2 separate regions of the Zea mays genome follow, and region 2 is linked to region 1. A link is a contact called in public Hi-C data. All regions are on one chromosome and are shown on one strand. The core of a region is the stretch at or near the end of the contact, and the rest is flanking DNA. Distances in the headings are between cores, read along the strand shown.

Evidence for each region. A called contact is a pair of places that touch in the nucleus more often than the background predicts.
Region 2: a Hi-C map of ear shows a contact between it and region 1, with 2.7 times the contacts expected there. The contact joins the enhancer-like site here to the promoter of LOC100191394 in region 1. A contact is called at or near these places in 3 of 25 Hi-C or Micro-C datasets (ear and leaf).

What each region holds. Positions count from the first base shown.
Region 1 is chr3:26,141,878-26,148,420 of Zm-B73-REFERENCE-NAM-5.0, reverse strand. LOC100191394 (Glycosyltransferase family 61 protein) reads right to left here and starts at 3,094. Exons shown (of 4, transcript NM_001136828.1): 1 at 2,933-3,094; 2 at 2,694-2,756; 3 at 2,375-2,509; 4 at 655-2,090. The coding sequence starts at 3,074. The coding sequence ends at 910.
Region 2 is chr3:26,502,103-26,508,645 of Zm-B73-REFERENCE-NAM-5.0, reverse strand. LOC100216715 (CDP-diacylglycerol--serine O-phosphatidyltransferase 1) reads left to right here. Exons shown (of 13, transcript NM_001143120.1): 6 at 567-621; 7 at 707-786; 8 at 914-1,030; 9 at 1,116-1,200; 10 at 1,811-1,902; 11 at 2,485-2,738; 12 at 3,111-3,199; 13 at 3,288-3,549. The coding sequence ends at 3,406. Among protein-coding and RNA genes, the nearest start is that of LOC100216715, 7.0 kb to the left of the region's middle. Within about 2 kb of position 3,940, at least 18 of the 20 cell types and tissues checked have an H3K27ac peak or open chromatin away from gene starts, as enhancers often do. A contact at or near this core is called in ear and leaf, where this site is marked.

The sequences.
Region 1 (6,543 bases), core at 1,845-4,344:
CGTATGTCGTACTGGTATGCTTTTGACAAGGGAATGTAGAATGTTTCCTGTCGCCACAGCAGCAGCGGAGGGTACCATCAATTTCTTTCCCAAGAGGCCAAAACTGATTGTATAATCAGCCAACCAATGGTGACGGACCACCACCTGGTTAGGCTCTGATTGTCTCAGCATTCAGTGCTCCTGTACTTCAAAGCTGCTTCGAAAGCTCCAAGTTCCTGCCTGTCACTCGGATGCTCGATCTTCAGCCAAACTTTTACTTATCAGAGACATCCTGTCAATTCTGATGGCGAATTTGACCTGTCTGTCACTCGAGTTATATAGTTTGCTATGAAAGCTCGCAACCAAACTATTCACCGCCGGCTAGGGCATGGTCTGGCGAACGGTTAGCGAGCAGCATTGCTAAAAAGACGGTTGTTTTAGGGAAAAGCTTGTTGGTTTTGATCTCAATTCGTATGGATGGGATGTGATTGAGTGGATTTAAATCTCAAACAAATCAAAATCTTTTATAATTTTTTTCAATATGATCCAATCTAAATAAGATATGAATAGCCGAATAAGGCCTAACAGATTCATCTCTTTTCGAGACGGAGCGAGTAGGCAAGTACAAGGTGGTTTACCAATCCGTGCCATAACAACTGACGGCAAAACGGAAACGAACAAACAAAATGACTTCATTTCGCAGCTAATCTAGCGACTGAATGAAACAGTACATACATGTATATGGTTCAGACAAAGACGATAAAGAATACGTATACGCCGCTCGATTCTGTACCAAACAATCGATGACTTACAGTTTGGAGCTAACCTATCCGCCAAACGCAAGTTTGCATGTGCGTCCCTTATGTGAGTGAGATGTGTTATGATGTACGTATCCTCCCTCCATGTGCAGCTCGTTCGACCAATGAAGGCTCACTGGTGGCGGTGCCGCAGGTGGTCCATCGCCTGCGCGAGCGTGGGCGCGAAGCGGTCCACGTCGATGCGCACGTCCTGCTTGCCGAGGTAGTACTCGGCGACCTTGTCCCAGCCGCTGCGGTGCACGGAGTCCGGGTCCCTGATCACCGGGTGCTCCGGCCCCAGCATCTCCAGCAGGGTGCTCTCCTCCGCGGACACGCTGTACTCCAGGTAGCGCAGGCCCATGTCCTCCGCGGGGTCCCCGAAGTCCCGGCGCGCCATGCGCTCCAGCCGCCCGTACGGCACCACCTGGATCAGCACCGCGCCGGGGGGCAGGAACACGGCGTTCGTCAGCCCGGCGCCGTGCACGCCCAGCAGCGCGTCGCACGAGTTCACCGCCCGCGCCGTCTCCTCCACGGGCGCGTCGCCGCGCGGGCTCGCCACCGCCACCTCGAACCCCGCCGCCTCCGCTGCGCGCGTGATCTCCGGCACGTTCACGAACCGGCGGTAGTGCGCGCGGTGGATCAGCATTAGCCGCGGCTTTCTCCCCTCCGTCGTCGGGACCGCCGCCGGCGCGCCGCGCTGGAGCGCGTACGTCTCGCGCAGGAACGCCGTGAAGTCGGCCGTGGTCAGCCGGTCCGGCGCCGTGAGCTCCGGCGCGACGCCGAGCTCCTTGTGCAGGCGCAGGCCCACGGTGAGGCGGCGGAAGCAGCGCACCCGCGCGTCCCGGTCCAGGTCCACGGCGTCGTACCTGGACAGCCGCCGCACCACGGCCTCGTACTTGCCCAGCCACCACGGCTGCATGTTGCTGACCAGGAACAGGACCTCCCCGCCGTACCGCCGCGACGCGGCGTACAGCGGCATCAGCACGTCGCTGAAGTCGTGCCAGTAGTTGCCCGTGAGCCCGCCGAGCGCGAACAGCACGCCCGGCACGCTGTGCGCCACCGCGCACGGCGCCGCCGGGTCATCCGGGGACCCCAGCCGCGTCACGGTGACCCTGTCGACGCCCACCATGGTCCGGCGCGAGTACGGCCGGACCTTCCACTCCCGCCGCTCCGACGGGCTCGCCGGGACGAACGTCACAGATAGGGCGCTGCCGTTGGTGCGGACGTCGCCGTCCAGGTCGCACGTCTCGGACACGGGGCCGTCCGTGTTGCACACGGCCTTGCTCGTCGTCGTCGTCGTCGTCTCTGCCTCTGCTGCACGCGCGCGACAAACCAAATGAGAACGAACACTTGGCGCAGGGCCCGCGTGACAGACGTAGACAGTGCTGAAAACTTCCCCGGAATTCGGCATCTTTTTTTTTCGGTGGCCAGAATTCAGAATCTTTGCGATATGTTGGGAGGGACAGAAATGGCCGAGACGATGAAAGCAGCTCGCGGTACGATGATAACGGTGACGCGGCAGGAGACGCCAGAAGAAGATGGGATGGGATGGGATGGGTATTTGCTTGTTGTTTCTGGAAGCAGATATTTGCACGTACCAGACGGTTTGCCGTCGGCCTCATCTCTTTTCGGATACGACTCCTCCTCCTCCGTTGGGACGGCACCGGACGTCTCCTCCTCCTCCGCCGCCGCCTGTTTTGGCTGCCATTCCTGCCGCCTTTTGCTCGCGCCCTCTGCGTTCGGCAAACAGACAATTCCGTGTCATTCACCCACCCAGACAGACCCAGGTTCCGATTATTCGAATTTGGTATAGGAAAGACAGTGATGCTGAATTTCAAGACTCCGATTTCGAAAACAGCAGGTAGAGCCGACCGATCGATCGATCAAGAACCCCAGCACGGCGGCAGAAACGCTCACCTGCGTTGTCTCCGGCGTCTCTGACGACCACCTGCTTACCCGCCACCACCCTCGACGCTGCACCTGCACGCACAGACCGAACAAGCACGAGAGGCAATAAGACACGGTCACCATTCGGTTCGCCGAAAATTAACGGAGAGAGGAAGAGAGACGCGTGCGGCCGGGGAACGGATATGAAACAGTGATCGGCGCGCAGTGCAGGACCAGAACGGAAGATAACAAAGTCAGAATTCCCGTACCGCCGGGCGCGGCGACGGCGAGCTGCCGCGAGACGACGAGGTAGGTGAGCAGCACGAGGAGGAAGCCGACGGCGAAGGTGACGTTGAGGTGGCGCTGCGCCCAGGTCCTGAGGCCCCTCCCGGGCTTCATCTCGCCGCCCATCGCCCCCTAGCTCTTCTTCCTCTCCTCCCGCTCGCTCGCTCGCTCGCTCGCTGTCTCCAACTGTCCAGTGTCCTTCTGGAACTAACGAACCTCTCTCTGGCTGACGATCGATGTGGGTGGGAATGGTCCCAGGGCAGGGCGGCTTGTCTTGCACGAGCTTTTCCCCTTTTGCTTCCTCCCTCCCTCCCTCGATTCCTTGCTTGCATGGGAGAGAAGGAAGGGTAAAGGGAGGTGTGCTGGGGTTGGCCTCCTCCAAGTTGTCTGCTTTTGTAGTTGTAGCTAGCTCTACCCTAGGCTGTGTGTGGCATCAATCGCCTTGCCCCCCCCCCCCCCCCCCCCCCCTTTTTCGTAGGATAATTATCTAGCGCATTGCGCATGCAGGGGTCGTCTCCTTTCTGCACTAATCTACGCCGCCCCTGACCAGCCTCCACTCTGAGAAAAAAACTAAGCGGCCGGGCTTTGCTCGTGCCATGTGCAGATGTGGGGGGACTAGGAATATGATGATCCGATGGGATAATGCCGTAATGGAGTGCTAGTGTGCCGCGTTGTTAGGGTTTTGATAATCAGGTCTTGGGGTGACAGCTTACACCCAACTTTTCTTGCTCATCTTCTTCTCCCTTCCCTCATAAAAGGCCACTACTGGAATACCGGTGCCAGTCGAAATTGTCCACACGGACGCGCACACGCAGGTTGCTGTTACTGTTAGGCCCGCCCGCGTAGCACCGGCTTGGAATTTGGGTCCAAGCCAGCATGCCGCCATTTCCATTTTTTGGGGGTATTTTTAGTCGTGGCCACTGGCCAAGAAGAGCATGCTTTCCCATTCTGCTATTACTGATCCAAGGGATTTTAAAGCTTTCCCATTCTGCTATTACTGATCCAAGGGATTTTAAAGCCTACTATAATCACGTGAGTACGTGACACATCATAAAAATAAACATATTTTAGAGTTTTCTCTTATATATATCTTGTATTCTCTACTTATATTAAAGTATCAGTTTCTATGGTTTCACGGTTTCTACCGTTGTCGTGCTCCTCCATATTTAAATAGTAAAAGTGCTAAAACTATACACAAATGGGATTCACAAACCGTGGTTGTTTCCTCTAAACCTATATTCACACCCATCTAGCCAACAAATCACATATGCCTTTATCTCTACTACACCTTAAAGGTATAGCGAGGGCGTCCACGGCTTCACCGTGCCTCCACCACGGTGCTCCGGGCCGCAGCCCGTCACCTTCCTCCCCCGCACCCGCCATAGATTTCGCCATGCCAGAGCGCAACGGCCGCTGATGGATCCCGCGATTCCCGCCTGCCCCTGTCTGCCCCCACCGCACACCTCCACCGCGCTCCTTCTCCGCCATGGATCTCGCCCATACGCCAGCGGATCTCGCCATTCCACCGCTGTGCCCCTAGCCTTCTTGATTCGTGCCTCTGCCCCGCTATCCAAGCTTCAACGAACGCCATTCTAGGTTGTCCCCGCGGCCGGCCTCGCCCCTGCTATCCTCACCCGCCCCCGCGATTCCGCCATGGATCTCGCCCATTAGCGGATCTCGTCCTTCCCTCGCCGTGCCCCCAGTAGCATATTTCCTCCAGGCCAGCCAGCCATAGTGCCCCACCAGGCACCGGGCCACCACACCACGTGACATCCATTTCGTACGGCGTCGCCCAAAAATCTCAGCCCGTCTCTCTCTCCTAACAAAGAGGAGAGGGGGAAGAAGAAAACCTCGCGCGGGGGAGGCGCGAGAGGAATCGCGGGGGCCGAAGGAGCAGTGGTCGGTGGAGGTGGCGTGCGCGGTGGCCATCCGAGGTGAGCACTCCGCTTCCCCACGACCGAGCTCGCTTGCTCGCTCGGTCGGTGGAGGTGGCGCGCGCGGTGGCCATCTGAGGTGAGCACTCCACTTCCCCATGACCGGGCTCGCTTGCTCGCTGGGAATTGGGTTTCAGATCCGCGGATGGGGGCTCTAGATGCAGTCGGTGTTCGATCCGGGTTGCGCGGATTTCCTGCTGGATTAGTTGGCAGCCGGATCAGACATCGTGTTTCATCTGTTGTGTGGTTGCAGCCGTGGAGAATTGTTGTGATTGGTACATGTGTGATGTGCCTAACTGAGGGGAGTGAGGATCTGCGTAAGGAACTGGTTTCGAATTTACCGATTTGGCGCTGCTGGCTTTCCAAATTCCGCTCAGTGAGATCTTTTTGTGCCTCCATGATTCGCGTCTCTGCCTCGCTCTCCAAGCTTAGACGAACGCCATTCCAGGTTGCCCCCGCAGCTGGCCCCGCCCCTGCTATCCTCGCCCCCACCCCCGTGATCCCTTCCATCAGTGCCCCCTACATCACCATCTCGGGCGACCGCATGGACGCGTCGGCTTTGGCGAGTAGGCGCGCGAGGCGCACTGATCCATGGGCGGCTTTGGCGTAAAGCACCTCTGCTTGCAGAGCCACATCGAGGGTTGTTAAGGCGTCGTCATCGTCAGCTCAAAGGTAATACCGGCACTGCGGGGCTTGCTTTTCAATTCTGTTTCCTGTCATGGGTTGTTAAGACAGTAGTAGTTACAGAGATTTTGCTCGTGTTGGCAGTCGGCACCCAGAGTGAGTGTTTCGTTGCATGTGTGTCAGGGTACCTATCCTTTTCAACCTGCATTGGCTTAATGAATGTGAGCTGCTAGGAGGATTGGTATTGCTGATTTGATCATCTTAGTTTGTTTAGATATGGTTGTGGATGTACCCCGGGAAGGAGTGATTTTGACATCTGCTGAGTATGAGTACATCAGCTAGCTGATTGCTTACATTTTCTTGGTCCCTATACCTGCTCACCTTGCGGGTCATTACAGAGATGAAGACGAAGACAGTTTCCAGGTTCGTACTGGCTATTAGCTGCGTTCTCTCTCCCTATTCTCCTTCTATCGAATCAGTGTTTTGAAGAAAAAAACTGATTTGACCATGCAGTGACACCACATTTTTTCGCGGGTGCTGGATTTCTTTCTTGGGGAACCAGGAGAGGGAGGCGAACAAGGAGATGGTTGTCTACCTTGTCGATGCCTCGCCCAAAATGTTCACCCCTGCCAAAAAACTAATTTGATTATTTTATGTGTTATTGCTTTGTATCTATAGCAGTTTCAATGCTCATTGTGGTTTGAAACCTTTGTTTGATATATTGTCTGAATTGATGTAGAGAAAGCAGAAAAGATCTAAAAGGATGGGTTAAAAGAAAGTCTATCTGCAACTATACGAAGCAATGAAGGTACTTGTCCACATATGCCGAGACGAGTGAAGGACGATTGGGCCTCAAGATCGAGCCATCGTCTTCGTTGTTGTCTAGCAAAAATGGCCTCCTCAACTTCACAAGAGCTGGTAGGCTCCTTTTGTCTATCGACACTTCAAACAGGTACCTGAATTTTTTTTGAATAAATCAAGGATTCTTGGTACTCGGTACTTTCTGCTATGCCAAATTCTCTATAATGATATATGAG
Region 2 (6,543 bases), core at 2,691-5,190, 360 kb before region 1:
GTGGGTGGCTAAAGAGAATTACAATGTATGGTGGTAGGTTGTAGCTTATTTTTATAGTAGAAACATTTCGAGGTGGCATATTATATTCCTGTGTTTCAGATGGTAAAGGCTGTTCTTATAGGTAGTCCAAATGCTAAGCGTTTTGTCAATTCCTGTATGATTTTTACAAAATGAATAAATAAAATCAGTTGACTGTGTTGAGGTTCATTTCTGTCTGATGAGTTTATTCTGCATCACTATGTTTGTGCAGTTAAGCAATTTTGTAAATACTTTAATACGATTGTCCATCTCTTTCTTTAGGGGTGCTTTCACCCCCTCCTGCCGAAGATTGAAACCAGATCAGGAGCTATGCACTGCTGTATTTCCACCATGTGAAGCCAATCTCAGTCCCAAATTTTCCCTCATCTCTACTCTGATGTTATGTTGTATTATTACTCAATGGCTCATCCTCATAAGATAAAACAGTATTTCAGCAAGTCAGACTTCAATGGCAAAGATTTTAAAGAGAAGAGCGGCAAAATGTAGTCATTATGTCATTTCATATTTTCATGAACTTTGTTTTGCAGACTCGTGATGATGCTAGGCAATTCATGAAGTATCTTCATCCTGATCTTGGTGTCGGTAATGCATTTAACTTTTGGATCAGACTTACTGTTGTAGATTTAATGCTTGATAAATGCTAATTTGATATTTGTACTTTGAGCAGAATTACCTGAAAGATCATATGGAACTGATTGCCGCATATATGTACCTGACCATCCGAAAAGCAGGTTTAACAATGTTTATGTATGATGACTTCATTCACCGACCTACTTTCCTTTTTGTTCAATTTCGTTTCTCATATACTTTTGACTAAGCACTCTTGACTATTCATTATGCTTCAAGTTACTGATTTGAATATAGTTTTTTCTAGGAGATAATTTTTGATGAGTTTGTTATCGCTCATATCCTCGGATGGTGGGGTAAGGCTATAATGATACGAAACCAACCACTTTTGTGGGTGTTATCAATTGGGTTTGAATTAATGGAGGTATACTCTTTATGTTGTGGTCAAATAACTCTTGACTTGTGCTTTCCAAACCCAGGTTCCTAATGTAGTGTTACATGTATTGCAGCTCACTTTTCGCCATATGTTGCCAAATTTCAACGAGTGCTGGTGGGACAGCATTGTCCTAGACATATTGATCTGCAATTGGTTTGGTGAGATTTTTATGTGGTTTTAGTAATTTTCTATATGTGCTTGTTTGGGTAGCCCCTGAATACCTTCATTTAGCACATCAGAATACCTTAGTGCTTTTCTTGTACATGTCCTTCGTACATTAAACATTGTAATATGATTACTCAGGTAAGAAATACTCCCTCTGTCCCAAATGAAATTCGTTTTAGGTAATTACTGGATTCATACAATACTTGATGTATGTGTTTTGTATGTGTCTAGATTCATTATCATCCATTTAAATATAGACATAAAAATCAAGAGCTAAAACGAATACTATTTTGGAATGGGGGGAGTATAAGTTTAGAAAAAATCTTAGGTTTTGATGAATGAACAAAGCTATGGAATTTTGCAGGAATTGTACTTTATGAACTTGGTCAGCTGCTGAATAGAGAATGTTTTCATGCATATATCTCTGTAAACTCAGTTGCTGCCCTTGTTTATCGTTCCTCTCCAATTTATTGGCTGTTCTTCTCTGTGTAATTTTATTTGCATTTCCTAAGTCTTATACTGATTGTGGCATAATTTAGCCATTCATATTTATCTGCAAGGTTTCAGCACTTATTGACTGAGGCCATTTGGTCTATGGTTCAGGTATTTGGACTGGAATGAGAACTGTGCGGTACTTCGATGGGAGGACATACGAATGGGTTGGTTTGAGCCGCCAACCCAACATTATCAGTAAGGTGCGTTCATTGGATGTGTAGTCAAATGAGCTGTACTGCAGAGCATGCAGTTGAGCTGGATCTATTTCCCAGTTTTGGTGGATGTTCCTCTTTGAGGGAACATATTGGCTCCCAAACTGTACATGATGTTTGTCCTACTTTAGTCCTATGATAAGGTGATGAGTCCGGGGCATGTGGGATGTGCTGAGAAACCAAGACAAGATGCTCTCTGTTCTCTTAAAATGTCCCTTAGCTAGCCTATACTTGTGTTGTTTGAGTGCATCTCAAGTTTTTCAATGCAACACCTTGCACTTTCGTATATATTTGATAGGTTAACTATAACCTATAACACACAGGCCTTAACATAAAAAATGCAGATTTTCTTCTCTTTTTCCTTTAATGGCTGTAATAGAAATAATAGCCTCCATAAGTTATTCTCTTTTTTTCCCACCAGTAATTTTCTTTGAAGACATGCGTGGCCAAACTGGCTATTCCTATATGTGCTTCAGAAACTAATCTTCAGCCCTCGAATCTTTGATTTAACATTTATAGCTGACCTTTTCTCAGAGTTTGTTTATTTATTTAGCATTTTCTTCTCCTTAGGTAAAAAGGATGCTGGGACAGTTCACACCAGCGCAGTGGGACAAGGATGAGTGGCACCCTACGCGGGGTCCTTGGAGATTCATCCAGGTGCTGAGCCTCTGCGTTGTTTTCATGGCTGTCGAGCTGAACACATTCTTCCTCAAGTTCTGCCTGTGGATCCCTCCGCGGAACCCCTTGATTGTCTATCGGCTGGTCCTTTGGTGGTTAATCGCGATACCAACCATCCGCGAGTACAATACCTACTTGCAAGACAGGTATAATTTCGAAGTCACTTGGTTCAGAATTTACAAAGCTGCTTTGCAGTAATCAGTATGCAGTCGGGATGGCCCATTTTACCTCAAACAATCATTGTTCTGATAGGAGCAATTTTGGATGCTCGGTCTGCTGAGCCCTGACTTTTCCACTATTTGTCGTGCTCACATGCTATCGCTGACAGTGTACATGTGATTGTATACAAATGGTTCCTGTCAACTAGACATGGCTGGCTAGCATGTGAACTGTGCATGTCATGAAATTTTGGAATCAACAAGTTAGTTTATACTAGTGCAACCAAGTGTTGCCATTAGTAATTATTATGGCATTTTTTTTTCTTTCTGGAATAATAATTGTTTGACGATTGGTTTCAGCAAACCATTTAAAAAGGTGGGATCCTTCTGCTGGCTTTCCCTGGCTATATGCATTGTGGAGCTCCTAATCTGCATCAAGTTTGGACACGGTGAGTGTTGCTCCCAACTCCTCTGCGTATATGTAGCTTGCAAGTACAGTCTGAAGCGCGCTGACTGCAGGGGGGGTGTCCTGTGCAGGTCTGTTTCCAAAGTCAATGCCTTCGTGGCTGATCACATTCTGGTCAGCAGTCGCCTTGCTTCTCGTGCTCTTTGTGTGGACGTGGAAATACCGAACAATGAAAAGGAAAATGATATAATTGTGACCAAAAAAATGATTTGTTTGCCTCCATTCTTTACCCGATTTAGTGTTATCGTGTACATAAAAATTTATTCAAATTGTGTACATGTGCTAGCAGTCAAGTCTTGGTGATCTGAAGAGGATTATCCATGAGAAATTTCTATGCCTTCTTTGTCTTTGTATTTTCCGTCAGCGAAGTAGGATACTGGTTCCCCTTTGGCCCTTTAATTCGTCTGTATTGCCGCGTACTACTTCGTTGGCCGTCTCTTAAATGTGGAGAACCCTTGATGCAACAACCTATGAAATAATGGGATTCGAATCCCAAACTGTTGAATAATGTTTCTCGATGGCCCAGGAAACCATATCTGCAGGTTGCACGACACTAACACTGACGTGGGCACGGAAATTAACTGCATCGTTTCCTTTTAGTGAAGCAGCAGACTATATAGTCCTATCTGTGTGTGTTGTGTGTTGCATGGTGTGAGCCCGTTTGCTGACTCAGGTGTTTCATTCTGATGTGTGAGGATAGTTGGTAGGCATGTACGGCTGATGAATGTATTCTTGTCCATGCCTGGGCCATTAGTTTAGGTTGGTCCTCCTCCATAGTCTTCCAGGCCTTTAGCAGGCCTATGAAATGTAGATATTCTTATATGTTTGCTCCACTAGTCCAAGACGGCCTCCACACTTCCTCTTCTCTTCTGTCCTTTGGAATTCCCTGTCCTTTCGAGAGTACAGGGCGGACCTCCACTTTGGCAGGAGTGAAGTGAGTCCAATCCAATCTGCTTCATTTTTGTTATATAAAATATATCCTGCTTCATTCTTCCTCAAGTTCTGCCTGGACCAGTTTGGAAACAAGTGGGCCCAGATCCAAAGAGAAAAACCATCTCATAAATAACTAAATGTCTTATTCAAATGACACCCTCTAGAATTGTTCACCCTAAGAAAAGATAGGGACCCCCAAGTGGCCCTAACTGTTGGAGTAGTCCAATTTACCACATTCAACTATAAAATCGATCTCAAACTATTGTAATCGTCTAATTTACCTCTTTTAGTGGTTTTAGCTAACATGGAACCACATCAGTCATCTTACGTGGGTCCATATCAGAAACGAGGGAGGTAAATCGGATTTCGTTTCCTTTGAGCCAGATATTGAGGGTTTATGGTAAGCGCAGAGCTGTTGTTGGGGAGAACCCCTTACTGAAGGTCCATATTATTAGAGCCTTGTCCAGTTTAAAGTTTCAGGGTAACAAACGAAATCAAATCTGAAACACAGAGGAACTTCGGACCAAGGATGGAGTTGAAGCTTTGGATAGATAAAAGAAGTTGAAGCCTTAACGCCTTCAAAGTATCGAAGCCCTAATGTCTTCGAAGCTTCTGACCAACGAAAAAAGTTGAAGCCTTCTAGGGACAAGAGAAGTCATATACAATACATCAATGACGTAAAATGATGAAACTATACTCCTATTGTTGTGTATGACGATTATGTAATATGGAGGGAAAATTTGTAATTTTATACAAGTATGTATAGTTGTTTGACTCTATAAATAGATGAACAATATCACTGCTACATGGATCGACATTTTGCGTCCCTGCTCTATATCTGCCCCTGTCAAGAGAACCTTCCAAGGTATATGATTATGAAGGTCTTTGCATAATTAACTTCCATTGAACACCTAGTTCCCTCCTTTCTGACTTGTTTATTGGTAATGTGTGTTGTAAGATTAATCATTTAAGGGAACATGAATCTCACCTTGTCATGTCATTGCAACTTCTAAGGTTCATACTACGTAATTTTCACGAGTTTCAGTATAAGAACGTATTTATTAGGCCCTTCTTCTCCCCTTCGCCCCCTTCAGATAAATGCTCGTTGTCGCCAATCTGGTGCTCCTTTAAAGATTTGCATGTCATCATAGACATGTTTCCTAAGCAAGAGGCACAACTTCCTTGTCGATACTTGGAAATATCGTCGAGACTCCACAGGCTATCGATGTGTTCCCAATTTGGAGCATTTAGATGCATTGGTATATTCCCAATTTTAATTTTCAGTTTCCAACCATTATCGATGTGTTCCCGATCGATTGTATCGTTTAACGTGACCTTGTTACTCTAGGTTTCGTTTTCTCGGTCGATGATCATATTCCTATTCTTGATTTTAGATTAAAATAAGGATTTGAAAGTGGTTGAAGGATTTTCCTAACTATTCCCGTCTGTTTGCGTCCCTAGCAAGTGAGCACACTACCAATGCGTAAGGCCACGGGCACAACATGGGGCCACGATTGCAGGCCGCACCAGCGAGCTCTACCGTCACCATGGGATTGTTTCCCTCGACTAGGCTGAGATATTTCTTTCAAAACTTAGGGTTAAGGTTTGCTAATTTGATGTTTTATGATTTTTTTGTCTTCTTCGATTTGGTTCAAATAATACCTTACTTCCTACTTGTAGACTTTGATTTGCTCGAGGCTTGAATGAAACCGAAGGTTCTTAGAGTTTTAGGGTTAGGGATCTTAGGCTAACGGATACCAATGATAGTACTTAATAAACTTAGGATATCCCTCGCTCATTAACCACTAGATGAATGTGAAAAACTTGGGAGTTATACCTTCGGTTGGAGTAGTGAGAGTAGATGAAGATATAGTGCACGTGAGTTGAAACACGAGCATTGGGGGTATAGATGGTTGTGTAATGAGACAATACCAAACATTAGTGGCTCAAGAAGCCACTGGAGGACGAGAAGAAGACAAAAGGCTAGAGACGAAAGGGGAGGCAGGAGAGTCACAGCCAAAGAGAGCCAAGAGAGAAGAGTGAGAGAGCGAGAGAGTGGCATGGTACATTGATTAGGGTTTAAGCGGATACAGAGAGATGGATGCGATATGATTTATATACCCTTCCCTCTGAATGATTAAATCAATGTTTGAGACGGAGCGGTGGGAGGTTGATCAACAACTGGAGCGAGAGCATCGTATCACGACAGTGTCAACTTTATAGGTCGTGTCGTGTCCGGGCTGACGCCACACACTGGTATGGTGGCCCAAGCATGGAATTACTACCGGATCGTGGCTAGCACTGGTACTATAGAACTCAAGGTGGGCCATGCTTTTTAGTGTAGTGCGAGTACCGATCCATGGGACCTGGTTCTATCTATATGTGTAGATAGAA